2 separate regions of the Gossypium arboreum genome follow, and region 2 is linked to region 1. A link is a contact called in public Hi-C data. All regions are on one chromosome and are shown on one strand. Each heading gives the region's core, a stretch centred on a gene start, on an enhancer-like site or on the middle of the called end of the contact. The rest is flanking DNA. Distances are from core to core; before and after follow the strand shown.

The links. A called contact is a pair of places that touch in the nucleus more often than the background predicts.
Region 2: a contact with region 1 is called in a Hi-C map of leaf, with 4 times the contacts expected there. The contact joins the promoter of LOC108473386 here to the enhancer-like site in region 1. A contact is called at or near these places in 2 of 5 Hi-C or Micro-C datasets (both in leaf).

Annotation. Positions count from the first base shown.
Region 1 is chr3:119,208,424-119,211,021 of ASM2569848v2, forward strand. No RefSeq gene overlaps it. Among protein-coding and RNA genes, the nearest start is that of LOC108475883, 40 kb to the left of the region's middle. Within about 2 kb of position 1,303, at least 1 of the 2 cell types and tissues checked has an H3K27ac peak or open chromatin away from gene starts, as enhancers often do. A contact at or near this core is called in leaf, where this site is marked.
Region 2 is chr3:119,425,956-119,428,553 of ASM2569848v2, forward strand. LOC108473386 (ubiquitin carboxyl-terminal hydrolase 16-like) reads left to right here and starts at 1,310. Exons shown (of 12, transcript XM_053025828.1): 1 at 1,310-1,743; 2 at 1,831-2,119. The coding sequence starts at 1,836.

The sequences.
Region 1 (2,598 bases), core at 53-2,552:
AAATTTCAAAAGTAACATTTTCTTGGATTCTCCATTATTTTTTCTTAGCTGCTTCACAACCATCTTATCTTATATCCTTACTGGCTTCACGAATTTCATGATACTTCACTCAGACCCATTTAACATTTTCGTTGATATTCATTTTACGTATGGTTAGATTTAATAACTATACGGTTATACGATATAAATATAATATGAAAAATAATTAAAATTAAAATTAAAAATTCGTACTACGCACGAATAGACGAAAATATAAGAAAATAACATAAAGTATATAATAATCTTTTGTAACTAATATATTTGCCACAAGGAATCTAACTTTTCTTTTCTTTTCTTTCCTTCCATTCTAGAGATAATGTTTATAAATATTCAAAACACGAAGGTTCATGTTCATAAAAATAATTTTTATAATCTTTATTCATTTTATAATTTGAGAATAATCTTAATTAATAATATTTAAAGAAAGTTGTATCATTTTAATAACTTGAAAATTTGAATTCATTCTAAATATTTAAAAAAACCTTTCATTTTTTCTAACCACTTGGTATTTTCTTAGAACTTCAAACAACATATCGTTTGGCCAAAATAACAACACAATAACATAAGGTAAATCAAATACAATATTGTACCTCAAAACATCATGCCTCATTCCTTATTAGTTAAAAACATACAAGGAAATAAACCCAAAAGGGCAAGAAACAGCTGGGAAGGAAAGTTAAATACAATATGGCTTTTTAAGGTTATTATTATAAACAGAACATGATATAGAGTTACATTATTCTGACTCAGATGCGGGTATGGGTATGGGTATGGCTAGGTTTGAAAGATAACATTCCCATATACACAAGTATGGTAAATGAGTAGTTCAACAAAATTGAAGGATTGAGCAACATAGAATATAAGTAATAGCTGATACAAGGACTTTGAATGAAAGCCAATCCGCAGGGAATTTACAATGGAAGAAAATAAAAGTTGTGAGAAAAAGTTAAAAAAAAAAAAAGTGTAATTAGGGGTTGGTAGGATTCAGTCCTCCTAAAATAAAATTTTTTATTTAAAATCCTTTAAAAATTTAATTAATAAAAATTACATTTTGACATCCTAAAATTTATAAAAAAATTAATTTAATTTTTTAAAAACTATAAAAATATAAATTATTAAAATAATAAAATTATATTTTATTATAGTAAAAATTAAATTTGATTTTAACCCTAAAAAAATTCCAGACTTCGTCCCTTACTAAAAGCCCACTCTAGTACAAGCAAATCAGCCACGGACAGAGAAGACTGAAATGTGAAGCCCTATGGCTAAGGATAAACTCGTTTTATCTAACCCAATTAAGTTCACCACTCCTAGATTCGGTTTCCTCCCAATCTGGGCCTCCTATTCTCTTTTATACTCAACTAGTATAAATTCCCCAGCTTCTTTTAGGAAATCTTTTTATATTTTTTTTCTTAATTTTTTTATAAAAGATAACGTTGTTAGCTCTAATAAAAAAATTTCAAACATATATTTTATTGCTTATAGCACAAATACATATATAATTTGTATTACTTTTAGTAAATATTATTTTACTATCCTAATACTTATAATCAATTATATCAATTGATTTAATTTAATTTAATTTAATTTTAAAACAACCTCTTCATAAAAAAATCAAACTTTTTATGATTGTATTAGGCTTTTAAATCAAATTATAGTTATGGTTGTAAGAAAATCTTATATTAGAATTAATATGTCAGTAATAATGATAATGTAATATAATACAGTAGCAGTGTAATACTTCTAACCCGTATCCGTCGTCGGAACAGCGTTTAGGAGTATTACCGGAACATTCAAAACATTTTACAAATAATTCATGTAAGTTACTATTCATTATTCGAGAACATTCAAACGTCCCTTAATTGGGCCTTCAAAGCCCAATACGAGCATTAGAATCGAGTATCGACTTAATCGAGAACTTTAAGAATTTTTTGCGACTTTTCAAAATTTTTCCAAGGTGCAGGGCTCACACGCCCATGTGGTCTAAGGGACACGCCTGTGTGACCCTGGGACACGCCCGTGTTAGAGGCCGTGTTCGACCCTATGTAACTCTCTAACTTGTGCACACGGCCATGTCACACGCCCCTATGCTAGGCCGTGTGGTTAATTAATTCAATTCGAAATTAGGTCCAGGTTTCACATGGCCAATACACATGCCCGTGTTCTAGGCCGTGTGGCACACACGACTGAGACACGCGCCCATGTCTTTGCTCGTGTGCTTAATTCTGAGCATTCTGTTTCTCAAAATTAAGGTGCAGGGGACACACGGCCTAACCATATGCCTATGTTACCAGGCCGTGTGTCACACACGGTCTAGACACACGCCCGTGTGTCAGTCTGTGTGGACAAAATGAAGCCATTTCTAGCTTCGTTTCTAACCCAAAATTTCACCCAAGACCTGCACTTGAAACACACATTCAATACCAACCAATCTAAGCATTCAACTTGAGCAAATCTTATCATTCACAAGGCATATCACTACAAGCATACATGATCACAACCTTACCTTAGTTTAACTTAGGCATTCACAACATTTATCACATATTCTTAACATAACAC
Region 2 (2,598 bases), core at 60-2,559, 220 kb after region 1:
ATTTGATTTCCATTTCAGTCTATTTCACAACAATGTCATTTTCCAACAAACTAACCACCAAATTTGCAAATGTATTATGACCCATGTATTACAAAAATGACTTAAATAATAAAATATATCAAATTTTGGTTTTATTTATCATAATTATGAATAACATTATGGAAAACGTAATCCAATTCAGGAAAATCATAACTTCGTACAGATAAAAGTCGCAATAAAATTTGGAATATCAATTAATAGTTTATATTATATAAAATTTAAAATTGCTATATATATATTTTTATATCAATATATTACACTATTTAAAATTACTTTATTTTTATCGTTACACTATTTAAAATTATTGATTTAAAAGTATCATTTTCTTTATAAAATGTAAAGGTAAAAGTAGTTTAAAGAGCAAATTTTTAGATATAATGATTTTTAAGCCTTCAACTTTGTAAAAAAATTATTTTAGTTTTTCATTTAATAATTTTTTCTTTTAAGTCATAAACTTGTATTATTTGTTAAATTAAAATGGATAAAAAAATAACATTCATTAACTTTGTTGATGTGACAGTCCGCATGTAAATTAATTAATTTTTAAAATTAAAAACTATATACTTTTTAATAATTTTAATAACTCTTATATTTTTAATAAATTTTATAATATTTTAAATTTTAAAAATTAATTAATTGATGACATGATATTCGTAGGGTAATCTATATTTATGCCATATCGATAAAATTAACAAAATTAATTTTTCTATTTATTTTAAAATAATTTCACAATTGACATAAATTTTAAAATAAAAATAAATAAAAATAATTTTAAAAAATTAAAGAATCAAATAAATTAACTTTTCACCATTTTATTTGCTATTCAATTAATGTAAACAAAGAAAATTGATCATGAATTAATGATGTGACGGTAGACATGGGAAACATTTTCTAGTCGAAGAAATTCAAATGCGAAGGTTAATTCGGGCATATTCATTAAATAAATTTATAATTTTATTTAAATAAAATAATAATAGTTTAAATAAAGCAATTACTTCTGGAATGGTTTATTTCCAGCGGAGGGAAAACTCAAAGACTGGAAAAGGAATAATTATTATGGTAAGTGAACCATCATCATCAGATTCCGGCCTCCACCAAATCAAAAACAAATCTCTACCGTCCGATTCCTCGTATTACTGTGACCGTCCAAACGCAGTATCCATTACCAAATCAAAAACAACCCCCGCTAATAAATAATGAAAAAGACCGGAAGTTAGCCGGTTCAACCCGTGGCCCCCACCCTGGTTCGAATATTTGATGGCCAAAGAATTCACGCTTCTCGATACCTGAAGACAAAATTCCTTTCCCCCTCGACCATCAATTTTCCCTTTTTAATAACATATTTTAATATTTATTTTGCTAAGTTAATGTCCCTTTTTAATATTATTTTCCTTTTATTTCCCTTTCTCCCTGTAAAAATCTCGATCTAAAAAAGGGAAAAATTTATTGTCTGAAAATCCTCCGAGCTCAACAAGAAGCTTAAACTTTCACCTTTTTGCTAACCCAAGCAAGATCGACATTCTTCTCCCACTGCCACCCCCTTTTAGATTTGTTTATTTTATTTTTATTTTTTATAAAATATAAAATTATTCTATTTTTCGAGATCACGGTGCACTTCAACCGTCTTGTTTCAGTCCACACCAACGGCTACGGTTGCATGTTCGACGGCCGGAGTTTGTTCCATCGCGAAAGCGATCAAGACGGGTACGTCGTTGGAATCTATGTCTAGTGCTGAGATTTGGAGAGTAGGATTTGCCGACTACTTTGGATGCCTATTGGTATTGGCTGCAGGATAAATGCTTTTTATTTGGGATTTAGGGTTTCCGAGCCTGGTGCTCGTGCTCTCCCTGCTCCTTCCTTTGATCGGCTTTTTCGTAAGGCGGAAATGGCAGTTTTCTGTAGCAAGGCAAGCGGAGATAAAGAGGCTCTTGATTTTGGCCTCTGAGGAGGCGGCTAGAGTCGAGCTTGAAGCGACTATTGAATACGGTACGGTTTCTATTTCGCGGAACTATCACCAGTGTGCTGTTTGTTATTGTCCTACTACCACGCGGTGCGCTCGCTGTAAAGGGGTTCGATATTGGTACGTTAGCTTGTTAATTTCGTGTTATTGTTCTAATTTATTTATAATTATTGAGATTTCTTTTTGTTTAGGCGATTTTGTTTCAAATGTATTTGAGATAAATTTGATTCTTTTATCTGACAATACTGTCTTAAAGAGTATGTAATCGAAAAAATATTTGATTAGATAAGTGCTTCAAGTAGCGCAGGGCGAGTGTGGGTCTAGTTTAAATACGCTTTAACATGTGTGAATGTACGGTAGTCGTGTAAGTGTTTATGTAGTGAGCAACGAAGCAATTTAGAAGACTTTGTGAAAATTAATTTTAAACCCAACATCCACAATCTATCATTGATGGGAAGTTTGGAGTTGGTCTTAAATGCTGCAATTTTTTGGTGGATGTTTATGCTGATTTTCTGAAAATGTTTTGGTTTGTAAATTACATGTTTGAGCCTCCTATCTCTAGGTTACAAAGACAGGATATTAGAAAAACAATTCCTCTT